Regions from separate parts of the Mus musculus genome. Here regions 2 and 3 are each linked to region 1. The links are chromatin contacts, called in public HiCAR-type and promoter capture Hi-C maps. All regions are on one chromosome and are shown on one strand. Each heading gives the region's core, a stretch centred on a gene start, on an enhancer-like site or on the middle of the called end of the contact. The rest is flanking DNA. Distances are from core to core; before and after follow the strand shown. Region 1 holds the start of Ufsp1 (UFM1-specific peptidase 1). Region 2 holds the start of Dtx2 (deltex 2, E3 ubiquitin ligase). Region 3 holds the start of Alkbh4 (alkB homolog 4, lysine demethylase).

What was found. Promoter capture Hi-C pulls out the DNA fragments that hold promoters and counts their contacts. HiCAR-type assays count read pairs that join an accessible place to other places.
Region 2: a contact with region 1 is called in a HiCAR-type map of astrocytes, with 2.9 times the contacts expected there. The contact joins the promoter of Dtx2 here to the promoter of Ufsp1 in region 1. A contact is called at or near these places in 2 of 39 promoter capture datasets (liver and pre-B cells) and 1 of 115 datasets of contacts at active chromatin or transcription factors (astrocytes).
Region 3: a contact with region 1 is called in a promoter capture Hi-C map of liver, with 6 times the contacts expected there. The contact joins the promoter of Alkbh4 here to the promoter of Ufsp1 in region 1. A contact is called at or near these places in 3 of 39 promoter capture datasets (cranial neural crest, liver and pre-B cells), 2 of 484 Hi-C or Micro-C datasets (both in embryonic stem cells), 3 of 115 datasets of contacts at active chromatin or transcription factors (embryonic forebrain, embryonic stem cells and large pre-B cells) and 2 of 9 other capture datasets (liver and pancreatic islet).

The regions. Positions count from the first base shown.
Region 1 is chr5:137,291,609-137,296,590 of GRCm38.p6, reverse strand. It overlaps Ufsp1 (UFM1-specific peptidase 1), which reads right to left and starts at 1,922. Exons shown (of 1, transcript NM_027356.2): 1 at 927-1,922. The coding sequence starts at 1,801. The coding sequence ends at 1,148. Ache (acetylcholinesterase) reads right to left here. Exons shown (of 5, transcript NM_009599.4): 3 at 4,628-4,982; 4 at 3,254-3,423; 5 at 2,125-2,474. The coding sequence ends at 2,353. It overlaps Srrt (serrate RNA effector molecule homolog (Arabidopsis)), which reads left to right. Exons shown (of 20, transcript NM_031405.2): 17 at 1-124; 18 at 272-373; 19 at 478-604; 20 at 685-887. The coding sequence ends at 760. It overlaps Mir8116 (microRNA 8116), which reads right to left and starts at 2,811; the gene lies at 2,715-2,811.
Region 2 is chr5:135,991,815-135,996,796 of GRCm38.p6, reverse strand. It overlaps Dtx2 (deltex 2, E3 ubiquitin ligase), which reads right to left and starts at 1,997. Exons shown (of 11, transcript NM_001256096.1): 1 at 1,831-1,997; 2 at 345-507.
Region 3 is chr5:136,133,896-136,138,877 of GRCm38.p6, reverse strand. It overlaps Alkbh4 (alkB homolog 4, lysine demethylase), which reads right to left and starts at 2,733. Exons shown (of 3, transcript NM_001347492.1): 1 at 2,584-2,733. The coding sequence starts at 2,700. It overlaps Lrwd1 (leucine-rich repeats and WD repeat domain containing 1), which reads left to right and starts at 2,804. Exons shown (of 15, transcript NM_027891.4): 1 at 2,804-3,006; 2 at 4,145-4,379; 3 at 4,828-4,944. The coding sequence starts at 2,927.

The DNA of each region.
Region 1 (4,982 bases), core at 673-3,172:
AAGCATGCCGAGAAGATCGAGGAGGTGAAGAAGGAGGTGGCGTTCTTCAATAACTTTCTCACAGACGCCAAGCGCCCAGCTTTGCCTGAGATCAAGCCAGCTCAGCCACCTGGCCCTGCCCAGAGTAAGATACGATCTGTGGTGGCTGCCATACCTTTGACTTCTTTCTTCTACTTTGAGAAGTGTGCTCCACTAACCTTCAGGCCCTATTCCTAGAATTCTTGTCAGTCCCTTTCCTCCCCCGCAGTAATTCATGTTCCTGTCCGTGTTGTACTCCCCCCAGGCCTGACCCCAGGACTTCCCTACCCACATCAGACGCCACAGGGCTTGATGCCATATGGTCAGCCCCGGCCTCCCATCTTGGGCTATGGAGGTGAGTGTGGAAAGGCAGTGCAGGGGTTTGGTGTCTGTAGGCGGCTACAAAGCTTAGGCTGAGGTTGAGGTCAGTTTTTAGTTCACCCTGGGTCTTTGTCATAGCTGGTGCTGTCCGCCCTGCAGTCCCAACAGGAGGGCCTCCATACCCCCATGCTCCATATGGTGCCGGCCGTGGGAACTATGATGCTTTTCGAGGCCAAGGCGGTTATCCTGGGAAACCTCGGAACAGGTGAGCACGAACGATGCCCAGGCTGCCTTTCCCCGTCTCTGACTATAGGGACATCTGTTCACATTTCCTTTATCTCACAGGATGGTTCGAGGAGACCCAAGGGCCATAGTGGAGTATCGGGACCTGGATGCCCCGGATGATGTTGACTTCTTTTGAGCCATCCATGTCCCCTCCTGCATTGCTACATCAGTACCCGTGACCACTTTATCCCATCAGCTGAAAAGTTTTTTGTACGTTATTTTACCCGCTAGTAAAAACACTTTGGTAGTGTGTGTTAACTGTGTGCTGTATGTCCCTTCCCAAACACAGGCTGGGCCATAGTAAGCTGAATTACGCCAATTTATTATTTTTCAGAACAGTATCTCTAATTCCAGCTTGGCCTTGCTGTGTAGACCAAGTTGGCTTTGAACTCAGATTCACCTGCCCGTATCATTGTGCCAGGCCCAAACTTGATCGCGGTGGGGGCCTGTGCGAAGTAAATAGGTGGCTGTGTTTAGTCTCAGTTCTGGGATCTACCCAACGGTGCAGGTAGGGCGTGGTGATTCAGAGATTTCTGGTGAAGCACAAGTTGTAGAAGGAATTGGAATCAAAGACGCTTTTTACCTTTTGCCAGCCCACCCATCCAGCAGCTTGTAGTTCACAACGGTTTTTTGGAGTGCCCCAGTAGTGTGGGTCCAGTATCAAGACATAGACTTCTGAACCTGGCCCCTCACAGATCCCCAGCAGGGCCTTGGACTGGGCATCTGCATCTCCTCCTACCATTACTGGGCCCCCACCCGTTGTAAAGTGTGAATAAAGCCGCTCCTCTTCTCCCCTAAGCCCTACTCCGCGGGGCAAGTGGCATAGGCGCCCTTGAGGTCCTCCGAAGTGTTCTAGGCAGAGACTGGCCTCTACACAGCCGATCCAGTTACGGGAGCCCCGGAATCCGGGGGGCTTGTCGCCCATGGCCTCTAGGGCTCCCTGCAAGGCTGGCAGTCCAGGCACGCCCGAGGACTGGCCCCCTGGCCAGGAGCACAGCGTCTGCAGGGTGCGGTAGCCGCATCCCCAGCCACGGTCATCCAGTCCATCGCAACCATAGTGATAGTAAAGGTAGTGGCCTGAGAGGAGGGCCAGTCGGGCGGGATCATGGCAGGGCACAGGCAGGCCCAGGTGCACGTCCTTCAGCAGCTCCAGGGTGCTCGGTAGAGCAGCTGTCATCGAGGCAGGGCCAATTCCGGGTTCCTGGTGTTTTCTGGGACTAGCTACGGGCAGTGTGGGCACGTAGAACCGGAGAACTCTCAGCAAGCAGGCTAGCGGCAGGAGAGATGATTCCACAGGCAGACGAATTAAGGAGCCTTCTAAAAGGCGCCGGCAAACCAGCCTGGCTGCGCAGTCGCAGGCTCCGCCCCTAGGGGCGGGCCCAGCGCTTGCTTCCGCCGGATGCTGCGGGCAGGGTGCCTCAGTGCTCACCAATCCCGAGGCTTCTGTTCCCAGCGTCTCTGACCTCATCCCCGCCCCAACTTCCCGCGTGTTGCACAGACTCTGGTGGCTGTAACAGTTTATTGGCGGCCCAGAGGGGCGAAGGCACCGCGGGGAGGGGAGCTTAGCCCAAGACATGCAGAAGATGGGGAGCCCCTAGTGGGAGGAAGTCGGGGAGGAGTGGACAGGGCCTGGGGGCTCGGTCGTATTATATCCCAGCCCTTAAATAAATAGTGTATATACAGCTAGGGGCTCGGGCAGGGCGGCAGGACCTGGGGTCCCCCAAGGGGTCACAGGTCTGAGCAGCGCTCCTGCTTGCTATAGTGGTCGAACTGGTTCTTCCAGTGCACCATGTAGGAGCTCCAGCGGTGGAACTCGGCCTTCCACTGGCGCTCCGCCTCGTCCAGAGTATCTGCGGCCAGGGCACCCCGCAAGAGTGGGAGAAACGGAACAGGTCGGGTAGTGGAGACCGGTCGTGAGTGCGCCGGCACACACGCATTGTCGGAGGCCGAGCGGGGTGGTGGAAAGAGAACAGTGGATGATCCGGAGAATGAAGGGAGAGGTGGAACAGGAAGGAGAGGAAGAGATAAAAATCACCGGAAGACGGAGGGGAGGGACAGGATCAGAGTGGGAGAAGGGTTCATGGGTTAGTGGGGAAAAGAGAGAAGATACAGAAATAGTTGGCGATTATAAGGCCCTTTGGCTGACGCCAACTAGCCCCGGATCCTTCTCCCCTCAACACCAGGCTCAAGCTCCAAAGGATAATTTTTTACATTAAAAAAAAAAAAATCCTGTTTTTTGAATTTTTGTTTAACAAAGATCCCTGAGTCTGTCCATTTTGTCTCGGCTTGAGAATGGAGTGGGGTTCTGTATCCCTGAGAGGGGCCCCTTCTCAGCTACACACTAGAGTAAGTGTGCTTTGAGACCAGAAGGGGAAAGGATTGCAGTTAGAGCCACGGAAGCCCGGAGTGGAGGAGGAAAAGGAAGAAGAGGAGGGACAGGGCTAAGTCCGGCCCGGGCCTCGGGGCCGCCTCCCCATGGGCGGGGCTTGGGCAGGTGCAAGGAGCCTCCGTGGCTGGGGAGGTGGAGAAGAGAGGGATTACACCCTGTGTTTTGCACCCCATCTCTCTCCCCTCCTTCCAACCCTTGCCGCCTTGTGCATTCCCTGCTCCCCCCACTCCATGCGCCTACCGGTGGCGCTGAGCAATTTGGGGAGAAAGCGATTCCAGAAGGCGCAGGTCTGGGCGCGCAGTCCCCGCCGCACCTCTAAGGGCTTCAGGTTCAGGCTCACATATTGCTGCGCGGCAGTGGTGTACGGTGGCCACTGTGGAGATTTGGAGTCTCGAGGGTCATTGGGGTCCCTGAGGAAGGAAAGGGAAATCTCAGCCTGCCCAGAGGAATAAGGAATGAAGACGTGGATCCTTTTCCTGACTCTGGACCCTCTTCAACTCTTAACACCCAACTCTCTTCTCCCTACTCCAGCCAGCCCCCCACCCCCGCCCTCGCCCCGTGTGAGTGTGTGTGTGTGTGTGTGTGTGTGTGTGTGTGTGTGTGAGAGAGAGAGAGAGAGAGAGAGAGAAATGAGTGCTGCCAATGCTTCTGCCTCAGTTTCCCAGAGTACGGATTTACAGACATGGATAGGTTCCCTTCTCATTTTAAGTACCTTCTACCATTCCACCACCTAGGGAAGTTTTCTTTCCACTGGACATCTCTGTCTCTTTCTCCATTTCCCTTTGTTTTCAAAGTCTTTCTAGCTGGGTGCGGTACTACAGGCTTTAATCCCAGCACCCGGGAAGCAGAGGCAGGCTAATTTTTCTGAGTTTGAAGCCAGCCTGATCAACATGGAGATTTCCAGACCAGCCAGTGCTACATAGCGAGACCCTATTTTAAAATAAAAATTCTAGGATTGTGCTTTTAGCTGTGTAGGTAGGTGCAGTCCTGTCTCTACAATTATTACTTTTACTTTGGGAAACGAAAATCAGATGCACCCAAGGGTTTGTGCATGCTAGGTAGGTAAGTACTAACTGAGCTACACCCCCAAACCTCTACTGCCTTTCTCTGTCGTCATCATCATCATCATCTGTGTGGGTTTGTGTGTGAGTGAGAGAGATTTGAAGGTCAGGGGTAGCTTTGTGGAGAGCCACTTCTCTGTGTTTCAGGGATTCAACTGAGATAGGCTTGCAGGGCAATCTCTTTTATCTGTTGAATACCAGTTACCTCGCTGTCTTTTAGAGTGCTGGGGTGGCCTCATATACATTTGCTTTTCAGCCGTCTACCATGGAGCTGTTCCCAGCCCTTATGGGGGCTCTCACTCTGTCGTGTCCCAGCTAGTCTGGAACTGTATACATTAGACTGTCTTCTCCCTCCTGTGCTGGGATTCAAGGTTCCCAGCTGGTTTTGTCTTTTAAGGACTCCCTGTTCTGCCTGCCTTGTTCTCCGGCATCACCTGAGACTTTCTCTTCACCCCTTAACTTTGTGAAGGTTTCTTCTTCTTTTTCACTGCCATCCATGGGTACCCCTCTCCCCTGGACCCCCAGACGCCATCCCCACTCCAATACCACTGACCCTGTGCGGGCAAAATTGGTCCAGTATTTCATAAGTCGCTGAGCAAAGATCCTCTCCTCCGTGGTGTAGTTCAGCGAGGGATCCAGGGGGAGCCCAAAGATGAACTCGATTTCATAGCCATGGGGCACCCCCATCCAGAGGGGCCAAGTCAGTGTGGAGGCACGGTGTTCAAAGATGTAGGCATAGACCCGGGCCCCTTGGGCAGCCAGTCGCCCAGCCAGCTGGGCCACAGGGCACACAACGTTGTGGTCGCCTACCACTGCACTCATGGCATCTCTCAGGTGAGTAGGGTCCTCAGGGTGCAGCCAGTCTGTGTAATGCAGGACCACAGCCTCGGCTGCCAGGTCACTTGCTT
Region 2 (4,982 bases), core at 748-3,247, 1.3 Mb after region 1:
GTGTGTGTGTGTGCACAGATGCATGGGTGTTCCCGCAGGCTAGGGGACAGCCTGGATTGCAGTTCCTCAGGTGCTATCAACCTTGCTCACTCACCAAATACGTGGCTGGCTGGCTGACTAGCAAACCCCAGGGATTCACCTGTCTCCTCCCTAGCATTAAAAGTGCAGGTACATGCCACCATGCCAGGCTTTTTACCTTGGTTCTGGAGAGCAAATCTGGACCCTCCTGCTCGCCAGGCAAGCACTGTATGGACTGAGCCATCTCCCTTCAGGGTCCACACCCACCTTCTCCTTGGAACACCAGATTTCAAAAGCTGCAAGGTTAACTTCCCCGCGGCTCTCACCTCCTCTTCACTGAAGAGCTGGCACCAAACTGTCCCTTCTTGATGAAAGCACCAGATCCTCAGAAGCAATAACTTGTCTGAGCTCCCATCTTGATAGGAACAGCAAACAAGAACCCGGCAAATCTGAGGCCTTGCTGACTCAGCCACACCGATTCCGAGGTACCTTTGCCAAAAAGATGATTAAGTCTTCAGTGAAGAATCGGCAAGAGAAAATGAGCGCACAGATGTTGGGTCCCGTGTGCTGTGGCTGGCAACTGGAAATTACCAGGCTTATTTTCCAACAGCTTGGGCAGGGAGCAGAAGCTAGGGACAGTCTTTCTCAGCCCACTCAATTAAACCCTTTCTCAGAAAAGTCTGCGTGAGGACTTCAGAAACCGGTCCCACGGATGGTCCATGAAGGAAATCAACACACCAGAGAGGATAAAAATTTGACCAAAGTCACACAGAAAATAAGCAAAGAGACTTGACACCTTGACCAACTGAAGTCAATCCTGATTCTCGTGGCTACTGGGAACTCTACATCACAGAACTGTTACTTTTGGGTTGTTGGGGGTTTTTTTGTTTTGTTTTGTTTTAAGCAGGGGCCACAGTATATAGCTTAGGGCTGGACTGGAACTCCTGAGTCTCCAGCTTCTGCCTCACAAGTGCTGAAATTACAGTCATAAATCACCACACCTGGCTAGCACTCTTTTGGGGAGTGAGAGGGATGTAATATAGTATCTTGTGATGAAGCACAGGCAAGCTTTAGCTACCCGCAAACCTTTGTCTCCCAAATACTGGGATTATAAATGTGCAACACATTGCTGGGCTCTCTAGAATTTTAAAGGGGCTAAGACGGCACGGAGAAAAGAGAGTTCATTAAAGGTCTTGCCTGTGAACACATTCCCATTCATGCCACTGTGGAGGCAAAGCTAACGCGGGCAACCCTGCAGCTGTGTGAGGGATAGGATGAAAAGCGGAGCTTCAAAACAGAGACACCCCAAAGTGCCCCAGAGACCCAGTCTGACACAGACCGAGAATGGAAAGGCAAACGCCTCCAAAGTCCAACTCTCTCAGACAGTGGTGGATCCCTATCGCCTGGATGTAACGCCCCCACACACACACAAACGCTCCAGGACTGAAACTGACCCCTCAGGGAGCCAGGGTAGCAATAGCCTCACTGCTCTTCCAGGTCCTGTAGGACTCAAACTGCCAGGGATGCGACCCCTGTCTCTGCAAAAAATAGGGCTCTTACCACACCCAGCCCAGTCCCCAACGCTCAGAGCGTCCCAACTGCGACTTCCCGCCTCCAGGACCCTGGTACCGAGGTGCCCAGGGCTCCCAACGCCCCCAGGACTCACCCATCCCGCCGGCACGGCCCTCCCTCCTCGCACGACCGCCCCCTTCCGGTCTCAGCTTGGCTCAATAGCCCCCTCTCCTCAACCCACCCACCCACCCTCGGGACCCCAGGCTGGGCGCCAGCAGGTGGCCCGCCCGTCCCGCTCACCGAGTCTGAGGGAAGCAGAAGGAACAGGTTGAGAGGACCGCCGACCTCCGGGCTCAGCTCCGGCTCGGCCTGGGAAGAACCCTCGAGTATGTCTCCGACTCCGAGCCGGAGGCAGCCGGAGTGAAACTCGGCGTCGCAGCCTCCAAGCACCGCGCTGCGCATGTCCACCTCACGCAGTGCCTTCTGGGAAATGTAGTTCTGATGAAGCTGAGTGGGCTGAACCAAAGCACACCAGCAGATATAAATGTACCCAGCCTTCTCTTTCTCCTACTGACTTACTCCCTCGCTAATCACTGATGCATTTGATTTTTAATAATTTTTATATTTCTTTTTATTATGTGTGTATATTCTGGAGGGGGGTGTACTTACAGAGGTCAAAGAACAACTTTAGGAGTCCGTTCTCCGTGTCCACCTTCACGTGGGTTCCACGGATCGAACTCAAGGTGTCAGGCTTGTCAGCAAATGCCTTTACCCTCTGAGCCCTATCGCCAACCCTGATTTTTCCTTTTGTGGTGTTGAGGATCAAAGTTAATGCAAGCACAGTAGACAAGTGTTCTACTACTAATTAATCCCCAGCTATAAGAGTCCACTTGTAGGGGTGGAAGGGGTCCAGGATCTCATGTACCTCGGAGTGGCTTTGAATTTGTGATGTAAGCCTAGGCTGCTCTTAAACTCTTGAACCTCCTGCCTCTGCTTCCTAATTGCTGAGCTTACAAGCACAGTCTTTAAAAACATAGATTTAAAATTTTTAAATAAGAAAAGAATCTATTAAAAAATGTTAAGCCGGGCGTGGTGGCGCATGCCTTTAATCCCAGCACTCAGGAGGCAGAGGCAGGCAGATTTCTGAGTTCGAGGCCAGCCTGGTCTACAAAGTGAGTTCCAGGACAGCCAGGGCTACACAGAGAAACCCTGTCTCGAAAAACAAACAAACAAACAAAAAACAAAAAACAAAAAAAAAAGTTAAACCTTGGCTTAAGTTGGCCTGGCTCAGTGGTAGAGCACTTATCTATCGAGTAGGCAGAAGACCCTGGATTTGCAAAAGAAGTCCTTAAAATTCCACTTCACAGAGCCTGTTCCATTCCCAGAACCTGCTCCCGGCTCACCAAGCAGAAAAGATGAACACAGCTAGAGAAGTCAAGGAGGCCTGGCCTCAGCAGTGTCACTGAGGAGCAGGGGTGCTTGCTACTGTTTTGCTTGGAAAGGCAGAATTGTGTTGCTTCCTGCCTCTGCTAATTGGTCTCCATCTGACACTGCAGAGGGACAGTCTGATAAGACACAGCTGCTTTGCTCATTATTTCTGATGAATGGATGGCACCTGGCATTTCCTAGTGCCGATGGTAGCCACCAAGGACCCACGTATAATCTATACAGCCAGAAAGATCTTAATGACTTCACAGCCCAAAGAAAACGTGTCTGTCCCCAAAAGCTCTACATAAGTCCCTCCTAGTGGAAGTAGGGGGATTTTTTGTTTATTTGTTTTGGAGACAGGGTGTCTTAGCACCTGGCTTCAGAGATGGCCTGCAACTACTAATCCCCCTGTCTCACCTTCTGAGATTGCAGGTGTGTACTGTTGTTCCCAGCTATAGAGGAGGACCAGGCAGGGGGAGCGGGGGGGGGGGGGGGGGGGGTTACCCAGGGCTTCCTGCACACTAAGCAAGCTCTCTGCTGACTCAGGCATATCCCCAGCCCTCCTAGCCTTAAATGGACTCCTGTCTGCTGATTTCCATTTTGCATCCATGAACTTACAAATAAGGACTCCTATTTTTTATTATTCTCATTTTTTTTTTTTTGTACAGGGATGGGTCATGCCACAGCATTCATATAGATGACAGAGAATGTGTCCTTCAGGTCTCTGCTTCTACCACGTGAGTCCTGGGATCAAACCTAAGGCATGAGACTCGGTGACAAGTGTCTCCACCTGCTGAGCAAGCCATTTTGATGCTCTTGTGTCCATACTTAATTCATCTTCAATATTTAAGTGTAAGCAATCACTTTTTTTTTTTTTGAGACAACTGTTCCCTATGTAGCCAGGCTGGCCTTGACCTCACAATGTATCCCAGTTTACTTCACCCCTCTAGCCTCTTATTTTAAATTGTTCACACAAGCACACAATTAAAACTGTGGTTTTTCTTCTAAATCTGCCTTAAGTCAACTGAATTCACGTCCCAGACAAATATCTTTTAAAAATGGAGAAAACACCCACCCCGTCTTCAGTAAGCATGCAATTGCTGGGCTGGTGAGATGGCTCAGGGGTTAAGAGCTCCGACTGTTCTTCCAAAGGTCCTGACTTCAAATCCCAGCAACCACATGGTGGCTCCCAACCATCTGTAACAAAATCTGATGCCCTCTTCTGGAGTGTCTGAATGTACTTACATATAATAAATAAATAAAATATTTTAATTAAAAAAAAAGAATGCAATTGCTTTCTGCCCCATGAGCTGGCTTTTCACTACTTTGATGGTACCTCTAGGCCACACCTCTAGCCCATTTTTCTAATACCTAAGAAAATAAATTAAACAATTTTTTTTAATTTTTCACTTTTTGAAACTAAAATATAACCAGAGAATTTCCCCTGCCTTTGTTTCTTCCCTTCTACTCTTCCCAAGCACCTTTTCCTTCCCTCTTCTCAAATTTATGGCCTTTATAATTTAGATTATAAAATATATATTTATATATTTACATATTTGCATATAGCTATGTATATAGTTATACAACCTACACAGTCTGTATAATGTTACTTATATGTATATATGATTTTGAGGCTTAAACAAGACTTTTGACATTTTCACTGTCTTTATAATTTTCCATCTTTTTTTTGGGGGGGGGGGCGGTTCGAGACAGAGTTTCTCTGTGTAGCCCTGGCTGTCCTGGAACTCTCTGTAGACCAGGCTGGCCTCGAACTCAGAGATCTGCCTGTGTCTGCCTCCCGAGTGCTGGGATTAAAGGCGTGTGCCACCACTGCCTGGCTCAATTTTCTATCTTTTAATGCCTCTCATTTTAATGCACCCTCCCTTTCCCCTCTGGCTTTCGTGAAGCACAAAGGCAGAGGGCTCAGCCCCTCCTTGAAGTGTTTTTGTGGGATGTGGTTGAGGCCTTTGGGACAAATGTAGGAAGCTAGGAAGCTGCTGGAGTCACTAGAGACAAAGGAGGTT
Region 3 (4,982 bases), core at 1,484-3,983, 1.2 Mb after region 1:
CATGGGATTCTCATTCTCTCATTTGTGTTTTTCTTCTCTGAGGACCTGGCCTGAGGCTGGGGGATGTGGGCACTATTCCTTTGGCACTGTGACTATCACCGACCCCTCAGGAGCAAAAAGATAAAGGACAGGAGCCTGCACCAGGAGTCTGAGAAGCAGGGCTAACCGTAAGGCTGTGGTCTGGGTGGCCAGGGGCTGGCCAATGCTTATTGGAAGCCACAGATGTGTGTCTTCCTCAGCCCTGCTCCTGCCTCCTCTGAGACTAAGAGATGCAGTAGTAGAAACGCCATCTTAGGGCTGGAGAGAAGGCTCGGCGAATAAAGGCACTGGCCGCTCTTCCAGACAACCAACCGGGAGAGCTCACGACTGTCCATTAACTTCAGTTCCAGGAGATCCAACACCCTCACACAGACACACATGCAGGCAAAACACCAATGTACATAAAATGTAGGGCATCATAAATCTGTGGCTGTAGCTCAGATGGTATAGGCCTGCCCGACATGCATGAAGCCATGGGTTCCTTCCCCAGCACTGCAAAAAAACCTGTGTGGCGGCAGAGGTCTGTAATCCTGGTCTTCAGGACCATTAAGAGTTCATGGTCATCTTTCACTATATAGTGAATAAGGCCAGCCTGGGCTACATGAGCCAGGCCTTAGCATGTTAGGTAAGCACTCTACCACAGAGGTCCATCCCAAGCCCCTCACTAGGGCAGTTCTTTCTTTCTATGTTTGAATCTGTGTGTGGCATGCACATGTGCCCTCCAAGGCCAGAAGAGGGCGCCAGTGACTTGGGTGTTGGGAGGCAAACTTAGGTCTTTGGTTTTTTTTTTCTGAGACAGGGTTTTTCTGTGTAGCCCTGGCTGTCCTGGAACTCACTCTGTAGACCAGGCTGGCCTCGAACTCAGAAATCCGCCTGCCTCTGCCTCCCGAGTGCTGGGATTAAAGGCCTGCGCCAGCACGCCCGAAGCAGTCAGTGTTCTTAAGTGTAGAGCCATCTCTCCAGCCTGGGCGGTGCTAGGCAGGTGCACTATCTCCAGACCACGCCTCCAGCTAGAGACTGGCTTCCTTCTTTTAGCAGCACATCTTCAAGGTGAATCCATATGGAACTCGCGTCAGAATTTCCTTCCTTTCTAAGGTTATATCTACTGCATGGATATCCGAGATTTTTAAAAATCTCTTATTAGTTTATGGTTTGCCTCTTTCTTTCCTGTCGAGACAGGCTTTTATTTAGTCTGGTTTGAAACTTGCTATGTAGATATCTTTGACCTCCCTCAAGCCAGCACCAACACTGCCCACTCTTCAGTTCACCAGTTGATATAATAAACACTTGGGTGTTTGGTCACTCTGAATGCTGCCATGATCCAGACATAGTGACATATGCTTGCAATCTTAGCTTATGGAGGGGGCGCCCTGGGGCCTCTAACTAAAGAAAATAACTAAAACAAAAAACTTGGCTCAGGCCCCTTTGATCTCTTTAAGTGTCTGTCGCCTCAGCCACCCACAGCTCCTATCTCAGGCCTCTACTCAAGCATTCCCCTGGCTATGCATCCCAGCAACTTGCTACAGCACTGCCAGGGCCATACAAATGCTCTGAAGTTATTTTTCATTCATTCATTCATTCATTCATCCATCCATTGCCCATTTTGATGGAAGGTGTTAGCCTGGTCAACAGAGAGCTAGAAGGGAAACATTTTAACATTCTTCCTGGCCTACCTGACTCCTGATCCTATTAGTATCTTGTAAGACAGATTTGTTTTTGTTTTTCAAGATGGGCTTTCCTGGAACTCCCTATGTAGATCAGGCTAGCCTGGGACTCACAGAGATCTGCCTGCCTCTGCATCCCAAGTGCTAAGTCTAATGGCATGCACCACCACTGCCCGGCTGTAAAGCTGATTCATACAGGTTTGTTTTCCCAAAAAAATTTCCCCCAAATCAAAGCCTGTTTTGGAGACAGGTTTCTCTGTAGTGTAGTCCTGGCTGTCCTGGAACTCACTCTGTAGACCAGGCTGGCCTCGAACTCGGAATTCCACCTGCCTCTTGTCTCCCGAGTGCTGGGATTAAAGGCATGCGCCACCACTGCCCGGCTGCCTGTGCTGTCTTAAGTCGCTCATTCCCTGTCTAATACAGGCGGCCTAGTGTTCAGCACTCCCTACCATTTCCATGCAGTCTCCCTTGTGCTCCGGAAGCTCACTCAAAACCAGACCCGTTCAGTCCAAGTTATTTACCACTGCCCCCCACCCCCACCCCTCACCCCCCAAAGTCACAGAGATGATGTGTGACAGCCGCTTCCCTACTGCCAAGGTAACTCCTAAAACCTGCTGGGCGGCTGAGGTCCGTTCTCCAGCCTCTCTGCCTTTCAAATGCAGAGATCTCGGCGTGCACCAGCATTTCCCCGCCCTTCCATTAATCAGCCGATGGCACTTGGTCCACCTTTTGGGTTTTGTGAATATTGAAGATATAAGCGCTCCAAACAACTCACCTACCGCGAGGCTTTGGTCCTTGGCTGTTTTACAGGCAAGCTGGGCCTTAGTTTCCCATTAAGATGAATAGATTTTCTGGCTATGACTCTTTTCCTAGTCCGTACCTGAAGGCAGATCTGCCAGGGCGGGTCCCTGTGGCGTTGTCTCTCGCAGATAAGACAGGTCCGGATGCCCTTACAGCCGCACTCCTGCAAAAGAGAAACTTCAGCCGCCGCCGCCATCGCGTCCTCCGATCAGTTAAGAGCGCAGGCGCGAGACGCAGGGGCCGCTGGGAGTTGTAGTCATCGCAGAAGCAGGAGGTGGGGCGTAAGGCTGGCGTTCTACTTCCTTCCGGTCGCAACGGACTCGCAAAGGGTTTGTTGTGCGCCACCTCCTGGGCTCCCCGGCAGCGGGCCTTAGCGACCGGACTTCGTGGAGGCGCGGGTTCGGTTGAGCCCTCGGCCACCCATGGCTCCTCTCACGCCGCAACTGCTCCTGCAACGTGGGCGACCCAAGACGGATAAGCTGGGGAAGATTCAGAGTTTGAAGTAAGAGCATGTGGGGTTGAAGCGGATCCGGGGCGTGGGGTTCTTCCCCGCCAGGGTGGTTTGATGGGCGGAATGCAAGGCTCAGACCCCTCCGTCTCCTCCTCCTGCCCGGGTTATTCTGTTATCCGGGATTCGAGCCCCAGTCGAATCTCGCGCCAAACGGAGATGTGGGAGATTGGCAGCCAACGCCCGGCGTCAGATAAACTTGGAGCGAACGCCCTTAGCCTTGCGCGGAGTGGAAAGACTGATGAGATACTAAGGGATGTTGAGGGATCCTGTGTAGCACGGAACGGGCTAGCAGGAACTAGTAAAAACAAGAAGGAACTTGGAAGTCTTGGGCTCTAAAGTCATTTTGTTTTGTTTGTTTGCTTGCCTGTTTGTTTTTGAGACAGGGTTTCTCTGTGTAGCCCTGGCTGTCCTGGAACTCACTCTGTAGACCAGGCTGGCTTCGAACTCAGAAATCCACCTGCCTCTGCCTCACAAGTGCTGGGATTAAAGGCGTGCGTGTGCCACCACTGCCCGGCAACAAAGTACTCTTTAAGGGAGGGAAGATGGGCCACAGAAATGATCTGCAGATAAAGGTGCCTGTCTGTCATCAAGCCTGAATTCAATCCCTTGGGCCCAGACAGTGGAGCAAAGCAGCTCCCTAAAACCATGACCCCCTTAATCACGCTTTGATTGTGCCCATTCCTATCCACACACCACACACAGATACATAGACACTCTGTAATACATAGAAAGGTAAGTTAGGAAGTGAGAAGGCTAGAACAGTTGGCATAGCTCAGTTGCTACATTGCTTACTAGACATGCACAGAGCCTGAGTATCCCTAGGGTTCCATCCCTATCAACACCTGAACAGCTCCCAAGGGGTGGCACATGCCTGTCATCTCAGCACGTGGGTAGGGGGAGGAGAGTTAAGTTCAAGGCTTTCCTGGACTACGCAATGAGTTGTGTAGGATGGGATCTCTTGAGTTTTGCGGCCAACCTAGTCTACATAGTTCAGGCTAGCCAAGTCTAAAGCAAGCTTCATGCTTGCACAAGAACTTTGTTGGTGGAAATCCCTCTGGGACAGATGGGGTAATTAATGGGAGGGTCTGGCCCGCTCCCTCAGCTCTCTTGCTCTCTGCCCTCACCCCAGTCTGTCGGGGCTGCAGCTGCTCTCAGAGCACTTGGATCCCAATCTCCTGGGGCGCCTGAAGAAGCTGAGGGAACTTGACCTCTCTAACAACTTGCTGGAGACGCTGCCTGCTAACCTGGGCCTGTCCCATCTGCGCATCCTTCGCTGTACCAACAACCAGCTCGGGGATGTCACTGCCTTGCACCAGTTCCCAGAACTTGAGGAGCTCAATCTGGAAGGCAACCCCTTCCTGACGGTGAGAGGGACCAGGACTCTGTGGGGCAGACTCAGGCTCCATTCCCCCCCCCGCCCCCCCCCCCCCCGTTTCCGTTTTGTTTTGAGACTGGGTCCGATGTAGCACAGGCTGGTTTCAAATTAACTGTGGGTCCGCAAATAGCCTTAAATTTCTGCTCCTCCTGCCTCTGACCTCCTGAGTTCTGACCATGTTCCACAAAGCCCAGTTATGCGGTGCTGGGGACCAAACTCTGGGCTTTGTGCTTGCTAAGCAGGCAGTCTGCCCCCTGAGCTACATACCCACTCCGTTTGGGTTTTTGTTGTTTTGCTTGTTTGAGGCAAAGAGTCTTGCTCTGTAACCCAGACCAACATCAAACTTGAAACGTCCCTACCGTACTCTCCCAAACGTTGAGATTCCAGGCATGCGTCCTTACTCCTTCCTGGCTTTCTGTTATCTCTTCTTCCGTTAGGTCAGTGACAACCTCAAAGTCTCCTTTCTCCTGCCCAAGCTTCGTAAGGTGAATGGCAAGGACACGGCCTCCACCTGCTCACAGGTGGAGAATCTAGATCGGGAGCTGATGGACAGGGTAAGGATGATGGCGTGGGGGTGGGGTCCTTGGTCATA